Linked DNA regions of Rattus norvegicus: region 1 is linked to region 2. The links are chromatin contacts, called in public Hi-C maps. All regions are on one chromosome and are shown on one strand. The core of a region is the stretch at or near the end of the contact, and the rest is flanking DNA. Distances in the headings are between cores, read along the strand shown.

What was found. Hi-C and Micro-C count contacts between places; a contact is called where the count stands out from the background.
Region 1: a Hi-C map of the A7r5 cell line shows a contact between it and region 2, with 4 times the contacts expected there. The contact joins the enhancer-like site here to the promoter of C2h1orf52 in region 2. A contact is called at or near these places in 12 of 12 Hi-C or Micro-C datasets (the A7r5 cell line, the Rat2 cell line, Schwann cells and 7 more) and 1 of 1 datasets of contacts at active chromatin or transcription factors (oligodendrocytes).

Annotation. Positions count from the first base shown.
Region 1 is chr2:237,742,754-237,749,150 of GRCr8, reverse strand. It overlaps Mcoln2 (mucolipin TRP cation channel 2), which reads right to left. Exons shown (of 14, transcript NM_001039005.1): 5 at 6,252-6,336; 6 at 6,041-6,137; 7 at 5,156-5,255; 8 at 1,360-1,472. Among named protein-coding and RNA genes, the nearest start is that of Mcoln2, 32 kb to the right of the region's middle. Within about 2 kb of position 4,335, at least 2 of the 93 cell types and tissues checked have an H3K27ac peak or open chromatin away from gene starts, as enhancers often do. A contact at or near this core is called in the A7r5 cell line, where this site is marked.
Region 2 is chr2:237,509,348-237,516,025 of GRCr8, reverse strand. C2h1orf52 (similar to human chromosome 1 open reading frame 52) reads right to left here and starts at 2,315. Exons shown (of 3, transcript NM_001395135.1): 1 at 1,999-2,315; 2 at 1,259-1,457. The coding sequence starts at 2,271. Bcl10 (BCL10, immune signaling adaptor) reads right to left here. Exons shown (of 3, transcript NM_031328.2): 3 at 5,205-6,400. The coding sequence ends at 6,045.

The DNA.
Region 1 (6,397 bases), core at 3,086-5,585, 230 kb before region 2:
ATGAAGTAGATGTTTACAAAGTGAAAGTCTGGCAGTTTAAGAGCGCTGGCTGTTCTTCCAGAAGACCTGGGTTCGATTCCCAGCACCCACGTGGCAGCTCGAAACTGTAGCTCCAGTTTCAGGAGATCTGATGCCCTTTCCTGGCCTCTGGGGGCCCTGGATGCACATGGTGCACAGACGCGCATGTGTGCAAAACACTCAGACATAAAATGAAAGTAAATAAATCTCAAAGAAATAATTTGAAACCAAAGTGGAAATCAAGATCTAAGAAAAGAGAACACGGGCTGTTTCCTGCTCTGAAGATCAGATTTCAGGGTCTTCCCGTTTCCCTAACCCCAGTGGGAACCTCTGACCTCAGGCCAGAGTAACACACAGGTAAGCTGAAGTCAGTAAGTTCTCCTGAGAAAACATGCTTTGTTACAATTAAACTAGTTAAGAAATCAAATCTAATTATTTTGTATTTCATTATAGCTCACTCCTTGTCAAAGTGAATTTGGACTTGAAGACAAAAGATGGAACCCACCCGTGCTCTTAGGATCATCCCTGTAATAAAATTTTTCTTCTGAGAGCTTCTAAATGCTTGAGAGATCACCACAAAACCTGTACTTGTTAGCTCAATTTTAAGCAGAATGATTATCTGACCCTCGTAAAATGACTAAAACTTTTTCCTTCTTAAAGATTGTCTGTGAGGGGCTGGAGAGATGGCTCAGCGGTTAAGAACACTGACTGCTCTTCTAGAGGTCCTGAGTTCAAATCCCAGCAACCACATGGTGGCTCACAACCATCTGTAATGGGATCTGATGCCCTCTTCTGGTGTGTCTGAAGACAGCTGCAATGTGCTCATATAAATAAATAATAAATCTTAAAAAGAATTGGATGTGTGTATATGTGCATGTATGTTCATATGCACATGTATTATGTGTGCACATGTATGTGTACATATATGTGGAGGTCAGATGTAGAAGCCAGGTGTCTTCTTCAACCACTCTCCACCTTTGTTTGTTTGTTTGTTTGTTTGTTTGTTTGTTTGTTTTTAACAATGTCTCTCAGTGAACCTGGATTTTGCCAGACTGACTGGCCAGTGAGCCCCAAGGACTCTACCGTTCCATCTCCCCAGAGCCACTCACAGCCCTGTCCAGCTCTTTTCTGTGGGTGCTGGGACTCAAACTCAGACCCCCATGTTTGCATAGCAAGCTTGCCTGTCACACTAGTCCCCACGGCCTCTTCTTACTTCCTGTGCCTCAGGGTAGTAAAGAAAAGTAAGAAAGGAAGGCATAGCCCAGGATCCATGGTTCCCATGATTCAGACTAATGCGGGCTGTAGACTGAGTGGAGGGAGAAAGGGAGGAGCCCTTCTTACCTTCCTCAGCCTCAGAGCAAGAACAATGGATCTTGTGCACAGGATAAGGGATGCCAGGCAGATCGCAATGACAAACACATCAAACACCAGGACGTAGCGGGTGCTTCTCTGAACTGCAGAGCAAGGCAGGATGCAAATAAAGTTAAATAACATCTTGCACAAGTTGTGCAGAATAATCTTTTCAGCAGATGGCAGTCCGAAGGGAAATTCAAAGGAAAGCCGCTTTTCCCTTGTTGAAAGGATAGCTACGAGAAGCAGTATCATACTGCACTCATTCAGACGTCCACGGACAAGCTGACACACCCTGAGGGGAAGAGCCACGCACTTACAAATGTAGGCAGTGTTAATCAGTGCACTTCAGTTCTTTATAAATATTTACTGCAGAACAGAATTCAACAGAATGCAATCCGTTTGGGCTCCACTCAGAAGAGGCCACTGTGGCCTGCGTCGCTTCACACAACGGCACGGAAAACGAGTTTCCCTTATTAATAAGAGAGCAAATTTAAATGCCACACTGAGAAGCCCCTCAGCTTCAGGGCCCACTGTCCCACCAGAGCACCAGTCTGACATGGTTTTCCTACACGTCAGCACCAAGAAAGGAACTCTGGGGACGAGTGAGTGAGTAGAGTCGCGTGTTTCCTTTGGAATGCACAGTGGCAGGAGAGTGTGACAGAGAGGGACAGATCTGTAAGTGTAGCTGCTCACAGACTGCATGGTCCACGCCCCTGGTGCTGGTCTCCCCAGCCACACTGTCACCACACCGGCCTCCCTCATCCCTGCCTGGGGGACCGTCCACAAGCCACACACAACTGTACTTGGCCAGAATAGTACTTCAAATTATTTGTTTTGGGGGTCAAGTTTCCAATTTTTCTTTTTTATTTTATTTTATTTATTTATTTATTTATTTATTTTTTGGTTCTTTTTTTCGGAGCTGGGGACCGAACCCAGGGCCTTATGCTTCCTAGGCAAGCGCTCTACCACTGAGCTAAATCCCCAACCCCTTTCTTTTTTATTGATCAATTCTGTTGCTTGGCAGTTTTATACGTTTGTATAATGTATTCTGGCCTCCGTGCCCTGTCCTCTTGGCTCCTTCTCCTTCTCATCAATACCTAATCCCCTTCTCAGATTCATGGTCTGGTTTGTGACCCATCTGTGTGACCATTAGTCAGAACTTTGTGTTGGAGTCTGGCGGGGGTCACAGACGGGCATCCAACCGAACATGGTGGTTCTTGCCTTACTGAATCTGTGTGTGTGGTAGGTCCCTCCTCCTCCCGGGTCTGACTGTCCACCACCCGATCTCATGCATTCCCGGTGAAGAAGGCCTTTGATTCTGCAGCTGCTGAGCCTCTGAAATGCTTTGGAAATGGCTGCGACTTGCCCAGGTGATACCATTTCACGGCCTCCCTCCTTTCCCTCCACTGCCTTCTCGCCCCCACTCCTCCTCTCTCTGCTTCCTGGTTGTACGTTAAGGTGTGAGCCCTCAGCTTAGTTCTCCATGTCTGTGGTGTACTCCACACCTGTCTGTCACGATGGACTCTCATCCCATAAGCCCCAGTAAACTCCTCCTTTCCTAAGTCGCCTTGGTCATGGTGTTTGATGGCAGCAACAGACAAGCAACTAACACAATAACCTATGCTGAATGCAAACTAGTGAGAATGCTCCTGCCTCAGCTTCCCACGTGCTGGCAACATCCAGAAGCCATTGATTTCTTAACCCCACTGAAGACATCTTGCCTTGCAGAAACATCTCCCAAACCTGAGTTTGGAAAACACTGGGTCAGAGTTATTCCCAGCCACTCTGACTAGGGACAGTCCACACCCACTCACTACACCCTCCCAGATACCTGATGCTTATAGACACTCTACCACTATCTGCCTGAGGGACTCTGACTCAGTGCTATCCGATCTTACTAACTCTCAGTCCTGCAGTAAATAAACACCATTACACCCCATCACCACAGCCCTGTCCACCTTCTAAAGCCTCATGTGCCTGGCTATAAACTATAGCATATAAGATATAAGTTCTGGAGATCAGAATGCCCCTCAGGAAGCAGGTGAGGTGTGGCCGAACCTGGACATTGCCTGTTTTCGTTTTGAGGAAATGTGGATAACTGTGGATAGTGCCAAGAGGAAGCAAGCAGCCGCCGGGAAGCTGGGTGGGTGAGTAGAACATCAGAATACTTGGGAAACAGCGACCAGAGCCCACTAGATGTCGCCTGACTTCGTCTCATAGGCAGATCTCTCAATCCACCACACAGCTTCCAATGGAAGGGGTGGCATAACCCATCTCCTAAACTGATTTTAGATTAGTTAGATTTTTAGTAACTTCACAACCCCTCGCTCTATTTTAAATGTATGTTTTCCTAGTGATGAGGTCGAGTTTCTAAGACACGGCCTTAGGAATCACACATTTTAGGTCTGTGTGGCATGTGCTTCTCTCTGTTGGCCACACGGGGGAGCAAGAGTTCTTCTGTTCTGTGCATCCGTATTGTGGGGTGTGTGGAGGGAATCATTGTCCCGGGAGCTCTGTGGTTCACTTTGATCCTCATGGTGACTATTGTAAATCACAGTTTATATATGGCAAAGGCTACTGCCCTCTCCAAACATATAGCTTCAACCTTTGCTTGAACGTGAGGGTTACAATGTTGGTGCTGCTCTTTGAGTTATCTGCTGTGAAGTAGAAAATCCATTTTAGCGTGCTTCCTTAAGAGGAATGACTGAGCCCAAAGCTAGAAAAGAAAAAGAGAACTTCAAGATCATCAGCCATTGTACAGCTGAAAAGGAATAAGCCACCATGGAGTAAAAATCACATGACTCGGGGGGGTGGGGATTTAGCTCAGTGGTAGAGCGCTTACCTAGGAAGCGCAAGGCCCTGGGTTCAGTCCCCAGCTCCGAAAAAAAGAACCAAAAAAAAAAAAAAATCACATGACTCATGTTTTGTCTTTCTGGTCATGTGGTCCTAGTGAGTTCATTTTAATGGAGCTCGCCAGTTCACCATGCCCAGCATTCTTCAGTGACACTGCCCTGACCACTAATAATCAAAACGGGATCCACATATCTTACGCTCCTCTTTTGGCTTAGGCTGGCCCTGAACTCGAAATTCTCCGTGTGTCTTCCTGCATAGCTGAGATTACAGGTATGTGATGCCAGACCCAACCCAACAAGGTTATTTAAATATGTGGACCATAAGGTGACCGAGATGTCCCCATGTTTATTCAGGTTCACCCTGGGGACTTGACTCTTCTGCTTGGTCCGAGGCTTTGCTCAGAGCACACCTCCTCCAAGGGTCATTTCATGACTCCACTGAGCCCTGGTCAAATTCACTCATTTCCCTTCTTGCTGAGGCCTTCCATACCTCCTCAGCTATCCCTACTCATAGCACACCAGAGATCTGGTCACATGGGTCTACCTCGCTAAGGCTTTCCCTTCTCACAGTCATCAGAGACAAGCAACTCTGATGACTTCTGTTCCCAGCACTCAGCACCAACACCCTCAATAGATACAGCCATTGCTCTTGCTTTGCAGAGGAAAACTCTGAGACAGAGAGGCCAGGCAATAGGTCCAAGCCTCCAGCCATGACGCACAGAACCAGAATGCAAGCTCAGGCCATCCGGCTGCAAGGATCAAACGCCCAAACCACCGACTCAAGAAGCGATAAACACTTGCTGACTTGGCCTGGCGTTTGAGCTGTGTTTCTGAAACTTCTCCCCCACTGCCTTCCATACCAACCACATGGGTTCTCTAAGTCCCCCAAACTTCCTCCAACCCACGAAGGACAGACTGAACGGCACACTTACGAGACCCAGATAAGTTCATGTGTTTACATTCTTCTATGTTGGCCTCGCTGTTAAAGTAGATTTTGATTTTTCCACTGTGGGCCGTGTTGTCGAAGGTAATCTAGAGACAGAAACGGAGAGGTTACAGTCCAGCGAGGCAGGGGTCGGGTGGGAGTTGTCGGGAGTCAGCAGCACCCAGATGGAATTCTGACACAGAGACTGCAGGGATGAGAATCCCTCTGCATGAGGGTTCTGGTCCAGCTGCTCTTGCTATGGTGAAACGCTGGCCTTAAGCAGCTTGGGGAGGAAAGGGGTTATAATTCCAGGTCATACCCCAGCCCTGAAAAGAAAGTCACAGAAGGAACTGTAGAACATGCCACGGAGGAAGTCTGCTCACTGGCTTGCTACATTCAACCTGCTTCCTGGTCTAGCCCAGGACCTGTCCACGGAGAGCAGGGCCTCTCCTGCATCAGTGAGCAGCCCAGAAAGTGCCCCACTGAGATGCTCACCAGCCAGTCTGATCTGGGTAATCCTTCAGTGAGCACACCCTCAGGACGCCATGGGCTGTGTCAGGCTGACAGCTGAAGCTAACCGGGAGGATTTGTTTATAATTTTCTTTTAATGATTAAAAACTATAGTGTAAAAGGTGAAGGTTTTCTGTGGGTGCTGGGGATTTGAACTCAGATCCCCACGCTTTCCGTATCAAGCCACCTTCCCAGCCCAGGAGTAGGGTTTTAGAGAGTTGGAAAGGACTGGCTCCAACCTCACAGGAAACAGTCTCTCCGTCAGGCACCACACCATCACTGAAGCGGTTCCAGCACAGTAACATCTAATGTCAGTAGGCTTATCCTCTTCTACAAAAGCCAGAGGGAACAGAACAGAGGCTGACATCAAACAGACACTTGCCGTATTCTGAAAGAGGTAACAGTCTGGTACCTCTCGGGAGTGAACTGCCTGTAGGTCAATTCCTTTGAGGGCAAAAGAGATATCCACTTGTACGAGCCTAAATAAAATAAAATACAGGAAAAGGGATAACAGTCAGCGTCGCTCTCCTTGTCTCCATGCCCCTCCACCCAGGCCTCCTCTCCTGGGTATTGAGACTCGATGCTGTGTTTACCGATGAAAATCCAGCCTGAAGAACGATGCCTGTGCCCAGTCCTCGGGGTCCTTGGTGAGCACCTGGAGGTCCAGGTGAGTGCAGTCTAGAGCAATGGACAGACAGGGAACGGTCACTCCTGGCCGGAGTCTGGTGCTGACATGAGT
Region 2 (6,678 bases), core at 1,066-3,565:
AAACAAACAAACAAAAAAACCAACCACCACCACCACCAACTGAAAACCTGGACACCTATACACCTATAGCCCCAGTGCTGGGGCGTGGGAGGAGGGGGGTAAAGGCAGGGGCAGCAGGGGTTCCAGGTCTTCAGCTATGTAAGATGATGCCTTGCTAAACAGATCAAAACACCCCTTCTCTTAAACATCTCTCTGTAAGGATGGACCCCGTATTGGAAGATCAGAAATCTGTTAACAAAAATACCACCAAGCTCACTCTAACAGTCATCCTCTGAGCGCTCACAATGTACTAGTAACTTAGGGCACATACAGGGCTGGATCACAGCTTGCTGCCTGATTGTGAAAAAGTAACCACACACAACTGAGCAGCACCACCAGCACATCCAGGTAGAGGAAAGTAAATGCTGGACATCTTCTCACTTTGCTTTCTGTGAGATGAATGGCTCTACCAGCCAAGAGTTTAAAGCATTCAGTCCAGACTAAGGTGCACACTAAAACCAAGTGTGTGTGTGTGGTCCACTCGAGCCCTTTAAAATGATGGTGCTGAGGGGGACTGAGCGGGTCACACAATTCTCCAGCTCTTAGTCTGTGCAGGTTCGGGCCAGTCAGTTCTCCTATCAGATATGAGCTGCAGCAGCTCACCGCTGCAGGTGGGGACTGAAGGGTTTGCAGGCAGGGATTACTGTGACCGTCTAGGCGAGAGATAACCGACATTACCAACAAGGCAAGGAAACCAAGCCACTACTCCAGGACCGTTCCTCCCAACAGCTGACTGCACTCTGCAACCCTGATTTTAGCTCTGAAGCACAAGTGCATGAACAGACACGAACAAAGCCTTCACTCAGCGTGTCACAAATGCAGGTACAAGAACCCGTGAGCTAACACCTCTGCTCTAATAAGGCATCATAAGCCCATATAACCTGAGACTACTTTCGGGCAGAATACTTATAAATGGAGCAGAAAATGGGGGTGCTGGCACATGCCTTCAGTCCTAGCACTGAGGTACTGAGGCACAGACAGGCTGGCCTCACTCAAGAGACTGGTCTACCATATGAGTTCCAGAACATCCAGGTTACATAGACCTTGTCTCGCACAAAATAAAACAAAAAACTCAAATGATCCAAGTAATTTCTTGTTAGTATCCAAAAACCACTCTGGACAAATCTTCCAATTCACTAGGCTCTAAACTTTTTCAAGGAGTATTTTCTTCTTTCTGAGAAGCACCAAGGGCTAAAATCTTAAAACGCACTCTTCTTACCTGATTCCACCGTCTCCTCCCCTTCCGGCAGAAGCCTGGCTTTCTTAGCATTCTGTGGGGCATCATCACCATTGTCTTCATAGATGTTCGACCATTTTATCGCCATGTCCAGCTCTGGCGGCGGCGGCTTCTTCTCAGCAGTGTAGGTCTCTGGGGGCGGCACGCAGTTGGACTTCCAGATTTTGAATTCCTTTGGAGGCTGTTAAGTAAGCACATTAAGAAGCCCTGTGACGAACCGAGGGTCCCGCGGTGGATACGAGCGCATGCACCTCCCTGCCGTCTGCTCATCTTTCTGGCTGACTTTTTTTTTTTTTTAATTCTTTAGGCTTAAAAGACACTTTTTTTTCTCATCAACATCACAACACTGTTAGGTGAAAAGTCAAAGGGTTCCCTGAACAAATAAAGCTAATAACTTTTAGTTACCAAAGAAGAATCCAGTCTCAGATACTACGGCCAGGCTGACCCCTTCAGGAGGCTGCAGCAGAGACACTGTCTTGGAGGCAGCAGCGCAGGCACTTCGGCGTCAAAGGGAAGGGGTCTCGGGGAGAAGCTGCAGCGGGGGGCGGGGAGTCACCACCGTTAGTCGTCGCCCGGCTGGGGGCCCCGAGCGCGGAGGGGCGGGCCCGGGCTGACACCCCCCGGGCTCCCGGGGCCGTGGGGACGCGCGGCATGCCGCGGGCTGAGTGCGTGTGGGGGGCGGACGTCGGGCCCCGGGGCGGCCGCGGAGCCGGGGACCTCACCTCCTCCGGCGCCTTCACCACATGCCGCTCCCAGTCGATCTGCTTGTTGAGCGGGTTGTAGAGGAAGGCCGGGCGGGTCACGCTGCGGAATAGCTCGTCGGGGCCGGGCAGCCGCTTCTCCGCCTGCTTCCCGCGGCCGCCCGTCGTCGGAGCCGGGGCCGCCTCCTTGCGACCCGCGTCTTCCGGCTCGCTGTTCTCCTCGTCCGACGAGTCGGAGCTGCTGCTCCCGTAAGCCGCGAAATAGCTCAACGGGTCCTTCTCTTCAGCTGCCATGACGGCTGCGGGTTCCCACCCTCTCGGCCGGAAGCCGGAAGCCGGAAGCCACGACTGGTTCCGCCCCCTAGGCTGGGAAGTGATCGGTTTGCGCCCCCTAGCGACAGAGCCGCGCGGCTACTCTTGGGGAGAGTGGAAAGAGCCAGGAGGCAGGGATTCCACAAACCTCCAGCAAGGTATCTGCTTTTTCCTAGGGATCCCTGGGAAAAAGCGTGGGAGCCTTAGGATACCTGGAGGGAAACCAGTGACTCTGGGCTTGTAATTTAAAGCACAGAAAAGCCAAACACGGTGATGCATACCTATAATCCTAGGTTGAGGAGGGTGGGCTATTGACAATGTGAGGGCCAGCAAGGCGCATGTAAGGCCCTCCTTAACGGCTAGTACTATGCAGGAGACACTGTATAAAACAGTAAGAACAAACAAGCAGGGGCTGGGGGTGCACACTTCTAACCCCAGCACTTAGGAGGATGAGGCTGGAGGATTGTATAAACCAGAGGCCAATGCGGTAATGATGCCCCGCCCCCCAAGTTGGTATCACTGTAAATATTTAGATCCCAGTTAAGAATGCCTGGTCAGAACACAGTCATTAATACCTTGCCATTTGGTCTAATTCTTATCTCCTAAACTCTACAGAACAGTACTGTAAGTTTGGTAATGGAAGGGGCTAGATTGCCTTGTTCATGTTTATATTCCTAGTATTTATTCTGGTGGCCACCCGCAGGCTACATCAATGAGTATCACTGGATTATAATTTCTGAGATAATAGGGCTGTGTGTTTCTAGAAAAAGTTCCTTCTATCCAAGTACCTAGACTTGACAGAGATAAAATTGTTCCCAAAGTACAAAGTCCTAGGGTTACCTAAGTCATCCTCAGTTCTGATACCATCAGCAAATTCAGGTTTCCCTCACCCATCCTCGTCGGGCCTGATGACGTGACTGAATTATAGAATCCCCTGACAGCTGAATAACCATATCTACAGTTACAGTTTACTACAGCAATGAAAACAGCATCAGACCAATGAAGGGAAGAGGGACAAGGAGTGGTCTAGATGATTCCACATCCAGAGCTTCTGGCTGCATCCCTAGCACCCATATAAACCGGGTATGGTGGTGGTATCTGTAATCTCAGCCCTGGGGAAATGGGGGTGAATGCACAAGGATTGGACATCCACGGCCATGCTTGTTTATATAGTGAGTTTGAGGACACCCCAACTTACTGTGAGGCTCTCTCAAAAACAAACCATAATGAAGCAACAAGGACAAGTAAAAACGACGCGATTTCCAGAAAATTTGAGAGGAGTTGGGGTGGCAGAAGTCTCTTAGATGAGATAAAAACCTCGAGCTTTTAAAATTTAAACTCGAAAAGTTGATTGCCAAGGGTTGCGAGGTGGCTCTGTCAGTAAGGTGCCTGCTGCACACATAGGACCACCGAGTTTGGGTACCCAACACCCATATAAAAGCTGGGTGTAGTGGTCCATCTGTAACCCTAGGGCTTGGGGGAGCAGAGCCAGGGGGATCCCAGGAACTGCCAGTCTAGTCAAATGGTGAACTGAAGGCTGAGAAAGTCAGTCTCAAACAGTAAGACAGAGAGCAACCGACAGACATCGGCCTCAGGACTCCAAACATAATACACCACTAACATGAACTCACACATATACTACACCCACCCGCCACATGCGGGTGCATAGTTATTCATTAAAACAAGTGAAAGTAAAACCAAACTTCCTAACGGCCACTACCCTGGCCCGTTTCACTTTGCAGTCCTACGCTAAGGATGAGCCTCTTCAGAGAGGAACTCTCAGACACAGCCTGAGGGGGCCTCGGTCTTCACGCCCCAACAAGACATTCTAGATAAGGTCTAGAAGAGAGCTGCTAGGGTTGGGTGGGAAGGGAGGCTGAACAGACACACCAGGAAAGACTATTTTTAGGCAGTGAAAATAAACCATTTTTGGGGGTTAATATGTAACATTATACACTTCTAAAACCTTTCAAGTTATATAATGGAGGACCCCAATATAGACTCTGGTTAACAACAATTAATATTGGTTCATAATCTATACAAGTTATCACATTAATATAAGAAGCATGGGACACAGTAATGATGGGTCTTTACTCATGCTTACTTTTTCTGTTAAGCCTACAACTGTACAAAAAGAATGTTTTATTTTTAAAGGCAATAAAAAAGTGAGTGTGGAATATAATTTTTATACCGTGTTAATCTGGTATTTCTGAAAAATAACTTTTTAACTACTGAGTCCACTAACTTGGTAACAAATTATATGCTACCAAGTCAAGCTAGTCCCTTGCCTTACACTCCCCTTTCTCCCTTTTCCTCCATCCCACCTTTAGAGACAGACATGATGACTATGAACTCTGGCTGTGCAGGTTTGTGGATGCTTGGCCCAGGGACTGGCACTACTAGGATGTGTGGCCCTGTTGGGGTAGGTGTGTCACTGTGGGTGTGGGCTTAAGACCCTCACCCTAGCTGCCTGGAACCCAGTCTTCTCCTAGCAGCCTTCAGATGAAGATGTAGACCTCTCAGTTCCTCTTGCACCAGGCCTGCCATGCTAGTCTTGATAATGGACTGAGCCTCTGAATCTGTAAGTGAGCTCCAATTAAATGCTGTCCTTTAAGAGCTGCCTTAGTCATGGTGTCTGTTCAAAGCAGTAAAACCCTAAGACACTGGCCAACCTGGAACTCACTCCATAACCAAGGCCGGCCTCAAACTCAGGACATTCTGTCTTCTAGGTCCTAAGTGTGTGATACTCTTGTCTTCTAGTTCCTACGTGTAGAATCACAAGCATGTGCCACCACATTTGATTCTGAAATACTGTCTTCTATTTAAAAACTAGTATGTATATATGTATATATATAAAGGGTTTGACATTTAAAAATCAAGACATTTTGAATTTCTGACTCTGACACATCATTACATTAAAAAAACTTTTATTGTTAATAGAAACTTTTCATTTCTTAATTTTTAAATAATAGAAATATATAGGAGTTAGATGTCAGAAATAGGTATAATTTAAAAGAAAATAATCAGCACTTTTTAAATGTGTAAAGTTAGCCAACTTTGTAATACAGTAACTCCACATGGCAGTGCTCATCGGCAGAGAAGGAAAGGCTCAGAGCAAGGACTTTAGCTAATTACAAGTGTTACCAATTAATTACAAGGAGCGCCCTGCCGGGATAACATTCTTCAGGCCAAGACTGAGGACACAAGGTCTGTAAAAGGCAAAGACAATCATACTGGCAAGGTATACAACAAATTCTGGCCAACTGAGATCACAAGGCTCAACGCCATCAGGTGTTTCCTCAGAACCTGACGGCTTCTCAGAAGCACGGAGTGGGACATTCTCCTGAGGGTGTGTCAGCAGCTCTCCCCATGTCTGGCTTTCCTGAAAGTCAGAACAGCTTACTGCTAAAATGTACTGTCAGATCACCAGGAAACACAACCAGGCGGAAAACTTGTAGGGTTTTCGGTCCACAAGTTGTTTTCTCAAATTGAGAAATATTTTGATAAAATTAGTCTTATAAAAAAGTTCAAAATACCAAAACACTTAAAATAATAAAAAAGGACAATGCTGAAAAGTACACGACCACCATGATTTACACCAAGCTGCCCCTAGAGTGTGCTCCATTACACTTCCAATCCTATTTACAGAGAATGTTATGTGCACCTGTGATTTAAGACTCGCATCCCGTGATTTATAAAAAGATGATATCCACCACACCATTTGCACCACTATTAGAACAACTCGCAGTGACCTGTCACTGCCGTGAAAGAGCCCGTGACCGTAAGGGGAGAAACATCTCACTTGAGTTTCCACAACTCCCCCCCTCTTCTAACCGCAGGTCTGGGGGCAAAGGGGGGGCCCCAGGGTCCCCAGGCCGAGGAAGCGAGGCTGAAGAGAAGCTGCTGTTTTCCAGCCTGCCAACTTCCAGGACCGGCAGATTCAGGGATGACTCGGTAGAGAAGAAGGGAGCAGTGCTCGACTCTCCCTCTGGATGGTAGATGACCGTGGATGGTCTCTGTTTCTCGGAGAAGTTGCTCTCATCAGAATTGGACCTAGAAAGGTTGTTGGTGGCTCCAGCTGCGAAGGGCTCACAGCTACTGCACTTCAGGCCTACAACAGAACACGCAGACGCAAATGAGGACGGGATCAGACATGGACGCCTCTCCTGCCTATAACTTCTCGGATTCAGGGTTAGTTACAAGACAACTACAACTTGTTTGAGGAAGGGTCTCATGCAGCCCAGACTGGCCTTGAACCAAGCATGCAGTCAAGGCTGGCTCCTGTCACCCCCATAGCAGTTTATAAATACTGTCTTCAAAGCCCACTTCCAATCTCACTTGCTTTTCTTAGTAAGAACGCTACTGTCTACACTGCCAGCTAAGGACACT